Linked DNA regions of Hordeum vulgare: all the other regions are linked to region 2. The links are chromatin contacts, called in public Hi-C maps. All regions are on one chromosome and are shown on one strand. Each heading gives the region's core, a stretch centred on a gene start, on an enhancer-like site or on the middle of the called end of the contact. The rest is flanking DNA. Distances are from core to core; before and after follow the strand shown.

Region 1 (4,847 bases), core at 1,118-3,617, 670 kb after region 2:
ATCAAACATAATTGGTTGAGACTCAAGAATATCTTTCGATGTCTCCAATGCATCAAACATTTTATCCTAATATTTCAGTTTCATAGAAATTTGGACACCAATATCATTGGATACATCGATCAGATCCCTGTTATGTTAGGTCGTAGACAAGGTTTGTGTTCCTACTAGGCGTGGTAGCCATCTCATGGGAGATTTTGAAACAGACCTCGTGGCTACATCCACCAACCATTATCTCGAAGATAATGTTGCTTGTGTTGTCCGGATGCAAACATGTTACATAATAAGCAATATCACGATATTGCAATCCTGCAAGTTAAATCATGCAACTGATGTGTTCATCTTGTCTTTACAAACTTCTATATTTTAGAAATGTGTTCATGAAATTAGTATATGATGACTTCAGAATATGCAATAATCAGTGGGAGTATCTTTCTGAATTATTCTGTTCAAAGTGTCATATCAGACTATTTTTCTCTTCAAGAGTTTATTTTACAGGTTCATACAAAGATTTTTAATAAGGTAATAACTAATATCAACACAATACCATATGCCATACTTTCTGTTCTTTCCACTGGGGTTTTTAAAAAAGTATATAAAATACATTTATTGTCCTCTTAATTCTGTGGGGTTTTCCATATTGAGTTGGAAGAGGTAATAATCATTTATGTTGCATCATTTTTTCTTATTTTTTCATTGAATTTGCAAGATTTTCAACAACATATCGAATGCCTACCTCCTCATATTTTTTTCACAGGTTTTCTATGAACAATTATGATAATCACACATACGATAAAAGCGGGGATTAAGGAAAGTGTTAAGGATAATTAACCCCAATGATTAATTAGGAAATCCCCGATTTCCCCTCACGTGCGGTTGCAACTCTAGCAATCATCCGGTCAATTCCTTTCCTGTTTCACCCCTTGCCAACCGGCGCATCCCACTAGGCGCCTCTTCGACCTTGTATATAATCTGTGAAAGATGATCAATAAGAGTAATTTTAATTGAACGATCCATTTCGTCGTCCGTCGTTCGTTTGGGTCGGTGCGGATAAAAATGATGGTCCAACGCGTCGATCCATTGCCAAAACGTATCCCTTCGCGTCCGCGTCGACCCATTTCCGATCCAAATTTGGGACTGAAATGCGTAGGTGCGGACGCGAAGCGGATGCGCGCGTGCCCCCTCGATGTCCACCCCAACCACCGCGGTCAACACAATTTATGACGGCTGTCATCCTCGGGCCCACGCGTCAGCGACCATGGTCGGCCTTGTTTAATCGGAGCGTGCGGTGGGGTTCGGCCATCTGCTTCCAGAACCCTCCCGCGTCCCCATCTCGCCACCCCTCTGTTTCCTCGTCGACGACCCAACAACCATGGACAACGGGACAACCTCGTCGTCTATGCCCGTGCGATGCTTCCAGTGGAGGTCGTCTACCTGCAGGCTAAGAGGGCGATGCACCAGGCGCACGAGCGCGCCCGTGCTACGCTTAGTTTTTTCCAGAACACCCTCGCCGTCCATCCCCGCGCGCTTCTTCCAGAGGAGGCCGCCTACCTTCAAGCTAAGATGGCGCTGCGTCTGGCGAACGAGTGTGTCCGTGGTGCGCCACCGCCGACACCAGCACTACCCGCGCCGGCATAGCCAGCCCCCGCTCCGGCACAGCCCGACCTCGCTGCCGCCGCCGAGGATGCCTAGGGTTTTTTCTTTTTTCATAATAATATAACGCGTGGACTCTCGTCGGCCTTCGTGACCGGCTTTTTTAATGTTTAATTATGCATGTTTGGTGCATTCCGGTAAAAATGGATCGAGTCAGCGTTCGACGCATGTGTCGACTCAAACATCGAAACGGACGTTCGTGTCCGTCTGGCCGACCCAAACGGACAAAAAACGAACAAAATTATCGTCCCTTTGGGTCGGTCCGTTGGAGTTACCCTAAAGACTACACAAGTTCATTCTTATTTGTTTGTCCCTCCTTCCCGCTCGATTAGTTTCAACAGTCTAAAATCTGTCTTGTGTGTAGCAGCTCTCCGTCTTTTTACCTGGGAGTTTCAAGTAAAAAATTGTAAAACAACATCGCTTTCAATTCATTTTCATCCATCATCCATGTTGCAGCTACACCAGATCCGCAATAAAATGATCAAACAGGGAAATCTTTATGGTAGTACTCGCAAGAATTGAAGTGTACGCGTACACTTATTAATTGATGGCCTAGACTAAAGGAGAGTTAGTTGATACGGAGTAATGGATAGGAGAGAGTACCAATTCCGTTGCGGCCGTACGTCAGAATTTTTTCTTTCCGTTGCGGCCGTGGGTGGCATTATTATTCTCTCTTGAAATATCCGTTGGCCTGGAGCTTGGAACATCTCGCAAGCTTCTCCCTCCTCTGTTCTAATCTGCCCCCCTCCCCTCCCCTCCCTCCCAATCCAACCCACCAATCCTCGTTGACTCGCCAACCAATTCCAGACGCGTGACGCTGATGGACGCTTCTCCCACCGCAGCTGCCCGCCGCGCGGCGGCGATCGCCCGCCACCTCGCTGGCCTCCCCCCCGGTGCCGCCGCCGCCGTGGCGGGGCTGCACTTCTCCCCGTGCCTGAGCTACGCGCCCCCGGAATCGTCCGAGGCCCCGCCGGCGTTCGCGCCGATGGAGCTCCGCGCGCTCCTCGACGGGCACCACCTGAGGGAGCGCGACTGGGCGTACGGCGCGATGGAGGAGAGCCCGCTCTTCTGCCCCCGCCGCGCCGGCGACAAGGTGTTCGTGTCGCCGGACTACAACGAGGGGAAGGAGGGGCAGAGGGAGGCCACCATGCGACGGATCGGGTACCTCGCGCGCAGGGGCGTGTTCCGTGGCTGGCTCACGGAGCCAGGGCCCGACGCCGAGCTTCGCAAGCTCGCGCTGCTCGAGTGCCTCGGCGTCTACGACCACTCCCTCGCCATCAAGGTCGGCGTCCACTTCTTCCTCTGGTACCTACTTCATTGACACTTCCCCTCGCCATCAAACTTCATGTATTCTTTCATGCAAAATATTTCAAATCAACACATTTAAGACACATTGGGATTGATTCGCAAAATACAGTATGTAGAACGAAGCCCACACAACAGGCAGAGTACATAGAACAGACGGTACGAAAAGCTTCACACAACCAGATAGAAATAGTCATACGAAAAGGTTCACACAACCAGATAGAAATAGTCAGCTTACGGGTCCATCAGCCCGAACAGAGCACGCAGGCTCGGCACACCAAAAGTCGCAATTACCCTAAGAGGCGACATGTGAAGACCTGGCGATACTGTTGATCTGACGGAGCTTAGTTAGCGTCTTGACGCCTCCCCAGCCGAGCCCGTTCCTGCAAAAACAGGATGCATTTAACGATTCAGTCAGCTGGGTGCGACGGAAACACCCCCTCGATCGTTATCTTGTTATGGAAATGCCAAAAGTGACCAAAGGAATGCCCCAACACAGCTTCACATCACACGTTTAGAAGAACCATGCACAGAAGATAAGCAAGTAAGCAAATCGGCACAAGAAGCAGGGTTCCAGCTCACCCCCATGGCCTCACTAACAGCAATCCAAGCAAATTTAGCTAAATGACAGCAAAAGAATGTGTGCTTGGCATCCTCCTATACTGAACGCACAGGAAATTGGCCCTCGGAAGGTCCATTGCGCTTGGCAACATTGACCGGGGTAGGGCAACATGACCGGGTTAGGGAGACGATTATGGAACATTTGCCATAAGATAATCTTGACTTTAAGGGGAACTCTGGCTTTCCAAAGCTCCCTGGCTACATTCAAAACAGGGCCCTTGGTAAGTTTGGCATACAACGATTTAAACGATAACTGCCCCAAGGAAGAGAGGTGCCATCACACTTTATCAGGATTGTTATTCAAGCTAATCGAACCCACCTTAGCACACGGCAAGCCCCAGCTGCCACACTCGATGGGGGGGAGCTCACGGCGAAAGGCAATGACCGGTGGTGAGGAACGCAAAGCCTCTGCCACCAAAATGTTTGGCTCAACCTCAAGCAAAAACAGGGCCTGGAACTCCATCCAAAGCTGCTGAATATCCACGCACGACCACGAGTCGAACCAAAAACGAATTGATCACCGTTGTTAACATCAAATTTAGCCCCCAAGGCAAAAGCCACTTCGATCCCATTCCAGAACGGCGAGCCGCGGGCAGCAGACTCGGAGAAGGATCCTTTGGGAACATGTTTGGCTTTAAGAAAATCCGGCCAAAGCCCCAAAGCATTTTGGTAAAGTTTTCAGATCCACTTGGAAAGGAGAGCTACGTTCATGAGTTTGGAGTTTATCACCCCTAGCCCTCCCTGGTTCTTTGGGTAGCATATTGCCGCCCATTTGACCATGTGATGTTTATGCTTGGAACCAGCTCCTTCTCAAAAGAACCTGGAACTAGGCGAGTCCAGCCTAGCATGAACCTCATCAGCTAGGAGGAAAATACCCATGGTAAACATGGGCAGCGAAGACAAGCTAGAATTGGTAAGGATCAGCCCCAGAAGACATAAATTTGCTATCACGGGCAAACCCTGCTCGCCATTTTAGCACATAAAGGTTCCCGACTCCTCTATGGAAATGTTTTTGGTGGAGACTGGGAGACCCAGGTAAGAAATGGGGAAATTGGGTAACTTGCAATTGAGAAGGTCTGCAACCCTCCTACCCTCAGCGATGTCCAACCCCATGTACACCACCTCGCACTTGTGGAAACTAATTTTCAGGCTGGAGATCAACTCGAAACAAAGCAGCAGCAAATTAACAGCGGCGGATGCTATGCTGATTCGGCTCAAAAAGCAGGATCGTGTTGTCTGCATATTGCACTTGCAACCCCCCCCCCCCCCCC
Region 2 (4,724 bases), core at 566-3,065:
ATTTTTAGGTGATATGGTTAGCTCAACACTACTATTTGTGGCTGAAAATTAGATCTTGGGCATGGTTGGGGTGTGCGCACATGTCCGTCGTCAAAATGCCCCCAAACTCCTCCTACAAGGACCATGCGTACTTTGGTGGTTTGTTGAGACGTTGTACTAGTGATAGCTGAGATTACTTACACGGCAGCACTTGCGGAAATCTCACTGCAAATACGTTTGGTAGTCAATGATTAGCACGTGAATCCAAGTCACTCCGAAAGTCGGCCGGACGCAGTTCATGCACGCACGCGCCCGGTGCTCGAAACAATTCACGTACAGTCGTGCCTGAAGCCGGCCCCGCTGCGTTGACAGGCTGTGCTGGCTAGTAGTACTAGAACTCTACCTACGCAGGAAATCGGAGCTCTGCGCCCGGCGTTGGAGCGAGTCGGCAAGCCAATGCCGGACGGACGACATGGCGGTCTTCGGCCCCCGTCGTGACGCGAACGCTCGATCGGGGGCCGGGCGCATCATGGCATTTGACGGCGATGATGGCCTCCACGGCGCGGCGCGCCTCCCCCGACACGAGAGCGCCTACGGCGTGGAGTGTGCGCCCTGGACGTGGTCTAGGGCGGGTCCCCGCCTTTCAGCGGGAGTAGTACGTACGTAGTAGGAGGAGAGGAGGAGAGGGCGGTCGAGCTGCGTCGCGATGCAACGAGGCAGGGCAGGGCAGGGCAGGGCAGGGCGTTTGATGGCCTATAATGGCGGTTGCATCGGGCCGTTCCCCTGCGCCGCTACACCATCACTGCCAGCGGCTGCCTCCGGTGGCGCCCATGATTCTCCGGTCGCACGGGCCTCCGCACACACCAATCAGGCGGCGCGGGCCGAGTGACGCCCCGGTGACGCCAGTGCCATATGTCGCATGGCTATCATGCTCTACCGGGCATGTGTGTCGATCACCCGTTTGCTACGCCCCATTTTTCTACTACCGAAATTCCCTACGCTACCAAGCAATGGAATTTACTTGGATTTGAACTAGCAGCAGCAGCAGTGTGTCACGACTTTTGTAATGAATGAACGGAAGCAAAACCAGAAGGAAATCGCAATTGGCAAAGCAGGGCGGGGGCGAGGCGAGTGTAATCCACTAGGAGACAGCACGTGAAGTAGTATCTCGATGAGTAATCTCGCATGTCCGGTGGTCCATCGGGGCAAGCCCCGCTGCCAGTACTCCTTGGCCATGATGGCTGTCCCCCCGGCCGCCCCGGCGCGCCGCCATGACTATCCCGCCCCGCCCCGCCCCGCCGGCGCCTACCCTACCACCACCGGGGGGACGGGACGCGGCCCTAGCCAGCATCGATCGATGGCCGCGGCGGGCACGCCGACGGCGCCCGCCCCCTCCGCCGCCCGATCCCGATCCGACGGCGCGCCACCCGTTCGTGCATGCACTCAATGGCGGGCGCGTGCGTGCGTGCGTGCATGCGGCTCGGCTTGCTTCGTGCTTGGATTGCCCTGCCACGATGCCCACCTCCATTGACCGACCGGGGCCTCTCCTCCTCTCTCTCAACCGCCGTGCGGTGGCCTTACTACTGTCACAGACTTGCGGGCCGCCCCTCTCCCCCGGGCCCGCGCGTCATGGTGCAAACGGCGTGGGCCGCGGGGCGGTCCGAGGGCTCGGGCGCGGTGGGAAGCGGCACGCGCACCCACAGCGAGCACGAACCCATCGAGTGCGCACGCCACCTCATTAATTTCGTTCCCTCTCTCCCCCCGCCCCCGCCCCCGCCCCCATTCATTCATTCGTTTCCATCACTGCTCGCCATCCTCCTCCTCCCCCTTCCTCTCTGTACTGGACGTATGTATCTACTCAAAAGGAGTGCAAGGCAAAAAAGAATCAATACAGAGAGGGAGACGGAGAGAGGCTTCAACCCACGCACGCACGCACCAATCCGAGCATCCAACGCCCCCCGCTCCCGCTTCATCGTCCCTTGTATAAAACCCCGCGCCTTCCACCCATCCACCCATCCATCCACCCGCTCTGTTCTTCCTGCTGTGCTCTCCACCATCCACCCAGATCATCCATACCATACGCACCTCGTCCACTGACTGGTAACCACGCAAGCCATCGCCATTACTACATCTCTCGCTCGCCTGCTCTGCTGCGCAGTGCCTTGACCTGATGCCGTCTCCGTTTGATGATGCAGAGTAGGATGCCGTGGGTGTTCTCCCATGTCGTCGTCCTCTGATCATCATCGCCGCCGCTCCGCCGATAGGCAGCGCTCCGGGAGGACATGCGAGCTGGGTTCAACGGGCCTGACGCGATCGTTATGACAAGTGGCGCCGTCGCGTGTTACTACAGATTGACGCAGGTCTGCCAGGTGAGGACAGAGCCTCCCGCACCGAAAAACTAGTAAGCTGCTGCTGCTACAATGTTCTTCTTTCTGCTACTACTCCTGCTACTTGTTTAGCTTCAGATTAATTCTTCCTGCTGGTTTCTTCCTAGCTTTTGAGCATCAGTAGTGGGAGCGGGAATCATGATGCATCATCTCATCTTCTAGTATAGTTGTAGATAAGCAGCAACTTTCCTCTCATTGGTGCTGTCCGTTAGTGTTTGATACGAAAGGAAAGGAAATGCCGGCCCGAATGCTGTTGCATGCAGACAGCAAAGCTTGCGATCGGGGCCCGCCCGCGTTTTGACGGAACTCGACGTCCACGGGCGTGTTGACAAAGTGGCTTGTTAGTGGTCAAAAGAAAAAGACATGGCGTTTTCAAGCACTGTCTTTTTGTTTTGCTTTTTTCTTTTGTTGGTCGACAAAAGATGGGAGCTGCAGGCTTGCAGCTACTAGTAGTACTACACCGCTGCTTTGGTTTTGTATTCTCTGCCTCACACAGGGGAGCATGTTCGTGCGCTTGTTCGCTTGCTAGCGTACTACCAGTACTCCTTGACATATATACATAGTTAAAATAAAACAGTTAGCAGTACTAGATCGTAAGGTACTACATGAAATATAAAACAGTTCGTTTGATTCATAATGCCAGTTGACACGCCAGTGAATCCTAATTTCGCATTACAGTACGCTCTGTAGTTACATTTTTCGGATTGTATGGAAAAAAGACAGCACATTCTGTAGTTCCTCTGGTTCCAGTATCGTAGTTTCGTACTGAAACAGTAGCCATAGTTCATGTAAGTTCAGATTTATCCAGTAATAACAAGTTGCAAGTATCGGCAAACAGAATTAGATACCCACATTGCTGGTACTATTAGGGCATTTCCCTTGGAGAATCGAGTGGGATGGCTGGCCTGTGCTATGTTTTAGTGTACTACAGTACGCTTTGTACAACCATGATCATTACTTGCAGCCAAGTACCCTTTGCTTTTTACGAGTGCTATATGCTAGTCGCCTACTCTGTTCTGTTCGTGCATGTATGCATTCATGTTCAGTCTCTCTCAAAGACTAGTCGCTGCCACGCTCTGCTCTCATCTTGCTCTGTTCTCACGCTGGGCAATCTCGCCACGCTTCAGAACAAGTAGATGCATCATAAGTCATGGTCATACATTGCATGCACTTCCATCATACTACTACTCATGTTTGCGCTTCCATTTCTTTTGTAACTTATGTTTGACTGTCTGATCGTGATCGTTCACTAACGTATCTTGCCACTGCCTTCCTGCTTGCAGGCCGAATACTTCCGCCAGCTGCTCAAGCCCGTGACGTAGATTCCACCACAGAATCCACCACATCGACCAGACACTCCATCCAAAATAGCCTTAAACTAACCGAATCAATTTTGAATTGAACCTGAGAAAGTCCAGCTCCAGCTAACCCGAACCACCATTGAATTCTTCTTGTTCGTTTTCCTTCCCTTCGAAAGCAACACCTGTCATTTCCCTTGAATTCTCCACCAAACCCATCCATCCACAAAGACATCTGTAGGAGTTGATCGAGCAGCTAGCAGCAGCAAGTGAAGTGATGCAGGGAGATCCAGGCTACGGGTACGGTGGCTACGGCGCCGGCTACGGGTATGGTTACGGCGGTGGCTACGGTGCCGGCTATGACATGGCCGGGTACGGCAACGGAGCCGGAGGAGGTTACTACACCAACGACCGGTACCCCGCGGCGGCGCCGCCTGCCTATGAGGACCCGCTCGCCGGACGGAGGCAGCACGATTTCCCGGCTCCGCTCACCGGGCTCGAGTTCCAGCCGTCGGACACCTGCCCCAAGAACTACGTCATCTTTGATCAGACCTATGACCGGAGCAGGGTCATGTACCACCCGTCGCTGGCCAACAACTTCGGCTCCTCCGGGGGCTACGACCAGCAGCACTGCAACAACGGCGGCTACGACCAGAACTACGTCGGCAAGAGCACCTACTACGGCGGCGACCAGGACGGCGGCGAGTGCTCAATCCGGCAGAAGGAGGACACCGACGAGATCGACGCGCTGATGAGCTCCGGGGACGGCGACGAGGAGGACGACGTGCTGAGCACGGGTCGCACGCCTGCGTGCCGCGGAGGGGGCTCGCCGGACTCCACCTGCTCCTCCGGGTACGTGGTGAGCGTCAGCCCGACTGGCAACGTCACCGGCGCCGGCGGAGGCGGCGAGAGGAAGAAGGAACGGATGAAGAAGATGATGAAGACGCTCAAGGGGATCATCCCCGGCGGCGACCGGATGGACACGCCCGCCGTCCTGGACGAGGCCGTCAGGTACCTCAAGTCGCTCAAGGTGGAGGTGAAGAAGCTCGGGGTGCGCGGA
Region 3 (4,943 bases), core at 1,508-4,007, 690 kb after region 2:
TTCCGGCCGATCAGCCTTTGTAACGTTGTTTACAAGGTAATCGCTAAGGTTCTTGCTAATAGATTAAAAGGGCTGCTTCCAGACATTATTCTTTGACTCATAGTGCTTTTGTGCCGGGGCGACTCATTACTGGCAATGTGTTAGTTGCTTACGAAGTGTTTTCATGCAATTAAGAACCATCGACAAGGTAAGAGTGGGATGTGTGCAGTGAAGCTAAATATGCATAAAGCGTATGACCGAGTGGAGTGGGGCTTTCTTCGTGATATGATGATCAAGCTTGGTTTTGATGATGCCTGGGTGGAGATGATTATGGCATGTGTAACCAGTGTGAATAGGGTTTGGTTTAATTCGGAAGAGACAGAGATTTTTACACCCACCAGAGGCTTACGATAGGGAGACCCCCTGTCACCCTACTTGTTCTTGATTTGTTTGAAGGACTTTCTAGTCTGTTAGCGCACGAGGAGGAGGTCGGTGGTATCCAATGGATTAGAGTGTGTCGCGGGGCACCATCAGTTTCACACCTGCTTTTTGCTGATGATTCTCTGATCTTGATGAGAGCGGATACGTCGAATGCCACGTCCCTCCGGAGTGCACTTGACATGTACTATGGCAGCTATGGCCAATTGGTAAGTGATGCCAAATCTAGTATCTTTTTTAGTCCCAATACTAGAGTGGAGGTAAGAGAACAATTGTGTTCCCAACTTAATATTATGGTTGAGGCAATGACGGATAAATATCTCGTTTTACCCTCACATGTGGGTGTTGATTGTAGCGATTGTTTTCAACATCTTGTTGATAGAGTTTGGGCTCTTATTGACGGGTGGAATGCTAGGATGCTATCAACTAGTGGAAAGGAAACACTGCTAAAATCAGTGACACAGTCTATACCAGTGTATGCAATGTCAATTTTCATTTTGCCTAAGAAAATTTGCAAAGGTATTTGTAATGCAATAGCGAGGTACTGGTGGGGCGGCTCCGAGGACCAAAGAAAAATGCATTGGAAAGCTTAATGGAAAATGTGTATACAAAAAAACAAGGAGGCATGGGTTTTCGCGATCTACATTGTTTTAACCAGGCTATGCTTGCTAAGCAGTGTTGGAGACTTTTGTCTGAACCTGAGTCATTATGTGCTCAGGTGCTACGAGCTAAGTATTATTCAGATGGGGATTTCTTTTGCTGCTGTACTTAAAAAAGATCTTCTTTTACGTGGCGTAGTATCATGTCTGGTCTAAAGACCCTCAAGAGGGGTGCCATTTGGAGACCAGGTAATGGGGCTTCTATAAAAAAATGGCCTGATCTTTGAATACCTTGAGCCTACGATCGGCGTGCTCTATCTCCTAGGGGTCATTGTCTACTAGAGACGGTACATGATCTAATTGACCCTACCACGGGTGAATGGGATGTACAACTTATACAAGATAATTTCTGGCCTATTGATGTTTCAAGAATTTTACAAATTCCACTTTCATCTCAAGATCAACAGGATTTCATTGCTTGGCAATTTTGTAAGTCTGGTTGCATCACAGTGAGATCAGCATATCATGCAGAGTGGAAGGCAGAATACAGAATCAGAGTTGGGATTGTAACAGGAGGAGGAAGAAGTGATTCTCATCCGGTTTGGAAAATACCTTGGGAGACGAGGCCCCTCCCAAGGTGCTTACTTTTATTTGGAGGACGCTGCACGATATTGTGCCTTGTTATTGTACTTTTGCGAACAGGCTTATAAAGACGCCGGTAACTTGCCTTTGTGTGTAAAATTGACCCAGAAGCCCTCATACACATGCTTTTCATTTGCCAAAGAGCTTCAGAGGTATGGGAAGAATTAGGTCTCAGAGATTGTGTGACAGCTGTCGCGTCGCAGTACAGGTCAGGATCACTGATTTTGGATGAGATTTTGTGCTCAAAGTTACAAGGGGGGGGGGTGCAAGTTCCTGGAGATAATGCGGTGGAGCTGATCCTTGTTGCATGTTGGTATATATGGTGGGAACGGCGACAGATTTCACATGATGAGGAGGTTGCAACCCCGACACGATCTGCCTTACAAATTAGAGGGATTGTTGCCAATTGGTGTGCCGAGAAGAAGACAGTTCCTCAGAGGGATATTTGCTGGTCTAGGCCGGCATCGGGATGTATAAAATTGAACGTGGACACGCCATACCATGTGGACAGAGGGGTGGTTCATGTGGTGCAATTCTACGGGACTTCAAATGAGGGTTTATTGCTGCAGCGGTGGAATTCAGGCAACATGCTCTTATGCTCCTACGATGGAGGCATTAACTTTGCTACTAGGTTTACGACTTGCCGAGGGGTGGGTATTCTCGATATCAATATCGAGAGCGATTCTATGGAGATTGTGCAGGCTATACAGAATCCGTTCGAGTATCGGGCGTCGGGAGCAGCGATTACCGACGATTGTCGAAAGTTGATAAGTTCTTTTCGCAGGGTGACTGTAAGTCATTGTGTGCATGAAGCTAATGGGTGTGCCCATGAGCTTGCTCGTTTTAGTTTTGAGGGACAGGAATATGGGGTGTGGCATGATAAACCTCCAGACTTCCTGATCCCATTTATTGTAAAGGACATGCTACTTACCTAATAATACTTGCCGATGTTCAAAAAAAAAAAAGATGCAACCTAACAAACAGGCCTTAGGCCTTTTCCATGCTTCTGCACCAGAAGAGCAGGCTCTAGCCCATGAGCCCAACAAACTGGCTCTCGGACGGTCGGACCCAGTCCATCCGATCCGATCCCCTATCCGCAGCAGCTTCCCGCAACTCAGCCGGGAGCATCGTTTGGAATGGCGCTCGCTAGGGTTTCGTCTTCTTCCCTCCTCCTCCTCCTCCCCTCCTCCACCACCACCTCCTCCCTGCTCCATTCCTTCCTGCGCCCCTTCTCTACCTCCTCTGTGTCGACTCGTCGCCTCTCTCACCCAAGAAGCCTCCCCATCGATGCCAGTATTTCCCAAGCTTCTCCTCTCCCTCCTACTGCGAGGGAGGAGGGGGAGGTGGCGGGAGCCCCGAGGCCCACCTCCAGGCGGCCGTGGAAGCCCACGTGCTTGTACTACACCCAGGGAAAATGCACCATGGTGATTTTTCTTCCAGTCTGCTCCCCTCATTGTGGCTTGATTACCGGTTAGTTCTGTGTGCCGAGCCGTCTCTGTGTTCACGTAGGTAGTTATAAATTGGTTACATTTGCTAGCACATAGGAACTCAACTAATGCCAGGAGAAGTAGTCTTTGATGCTTATTTTGGGGTGAGGCATTGGTGAAATCATGAGCTTGGAACTGTAAGGAGTATCTTCTCGTCGTTGATGATTATTTTGCGTTTTCCTTCAGTTACACGGCCGGCAAGGTGGTATGTGGTTTCATAAAGCAAACATTTAGATCCAGATGCACGCCTTTGTAATTCAAGAGTGGCATGTGTTAGGATGATCAAACTTTGATTTAGACAGTGTAGCTATAAAACAGACATCATATTTTTTTTTTATTACTTGGTGAAGATTTAAAACATAGTATGCACTATGCAGAACTATTGTCCGGACTAACTACAAGGAAGAACTCGTCTTTCTAAAGACTGTAGGTTTGTAGGATGCTAACAGCTTCCGATATGGTAGGCTAGGAATGGAAGTATCTCTGGTGATTTAAGTTACTGGTATAATCAAGTTCAGTGATGGGCAAAATAAAGAAAAAGAGGAATTACTTATGGACTATGGAGTATTCACGTTGCCGCTGTCCAAGTTTACACAATGAGATTGTTTTACAACATTTTGATTTACTAGTTACAGCTAAATAAAACCTCCACATGTCACTAATGTTTTTAGCAGTTGAGGCGTTTTATGAGTTTTTAATGGTAAAACATGTTCTAGATTCAAGTCTCTGTACTGTATATTTTTTTTTCGAGAAAACGCAAAGACTCTGCGTTTCTTTTCATTGAAAAGTCTCTGTACTGTATATGACAACTATGAATAGTATATAAACTTATAATGATATTAGCTTTTTATGGAATCGGCTTGTATTATCTGCTACTAGTAAATTTTGTTATGTAATATCAGAATTAGGTTAGGATTACTAAATCAAGCAGAAGCAAATAAATAAAAAATATATGATAAAAGTTGTAGAATTTACTGGGAAAATGTCTAGAAGCCATGGGTTCTAGTAGTTTATATAAACATACTTATATGAGAAGAGCTGAACAGGATATTGAATTATCCTCTTCTATATACAACGGATGAGAGACAAGAATGGAATGCTGAAATTTGGACTGCTAGAAAATCTGGATACGACTCCCTAATAGGTTAAAGAACATTGCACTCGTGAACTCTTTGTCTTCTTAGAAGTACAATAAATCTTGTGGCATCAATATTAACTGATAGTTTTGTTTTAGGATGTACAATGTGGAAATTTACTCTATTTGTTATTTAGTATTGACAGTATGTCCTGTATCTGTTTAAACAGGTACGGATTCTTTAAAGCCCAATTAATACTTTATTCAGTGCATTCCGAACTAGTCTTGATGAGTACTCCAACTTTTACGTGGCATGGTAATCAGATGAGTTTTCACATTAGTAAATTAGTAAATTTTTGGGTTAGCGAAGCCGTGTCCATTCCGTTTGAATTTCCTTAAACAGATTTGTAGCCCTTAATAAAAATACTGCATTAATACTTGACTATTTAGTGAAAGCACTATTGTAATTTAGATTTGTATTTCCACAGATGGATGATGCTTTGCATGTTGAAAAATTCAATCATAATTTGTCGATGGATCTACCAGTGAATGCTTCAGCTGCAGATAAAGTGAAGCCTCAGAAACTGGATTATTTTTTAGTTCTTGATTTGGAGGGAAAGGTTGAAATTCTTGAATTTCCGGTTGTAATGATTGATGCCCATAGCATGGAGTTCATCGATTCATTTCACAGGTACAGCTTATTTGTAAGTCATGGAATATTAT

What was found. Hi-C and Micro-C count contacts between places; a contact is called where the count stands out from the background.
Region 1: a Hi-C map of leaf shows a contact between it and region 2, with 5 times the contacts expected there. The contact joins the promoter of LOC123407389 here to the promoter of LOC123407791 in region 2. A contact is called at or near these places in 2 of 6 Hi-C or Micro-C datasets (leaf and seedling) and 1 of 1 datasets of contacts at active chromatin or transcription factors (embryo).
Region 3: a Hi-C map of seedling shows a contact between it and region 2, with 2.4 times the contacts expected there. The contact joins the promoter of LOC123409951 here to the promoter of LOC123407791 in region 2.

The regions. Positions count from the first base shown.
Region 1 is chr7H:485,267,657-485,272,503 of MorexV3_pseudomolecules_assembly, forward strand. It overlaps LOC123407389 (acyl-coenzyme A oxidase 3, peroxisomal-like), which reads left to right and starts at 2,368. Exons shown (of 13, transcript XM_045100514.1): 1 at 2,368-2,955. The coding sequence starts at 2,471.
Region 2 is chr7H:484,599,788-484,604,511 of MorexV3_pseudomolecules_assembly, forward strand. LOC123407791 (transcription factor bHLH144-like) reads left to right here and starts at 1,816. Exons shown (of 3, transcript XM_045101010.1): 1 at 1,816-2,079; 2 at 2,175-2,348; 3 at 3,650-4,724. The coding sequence starts at 3,942.
Region 3 is chr7H:485,286,757-485,291,699 of MorexV3_pseudomolecules_assembly, forward strand. LOC123409951 reads left to right here and starts at 2,758. Exons shown (of 6, transcript XM_045102821.1): 1 at 2,758-3,082; 2 at 4,709-4,911. The coding sequence starts at 2,795.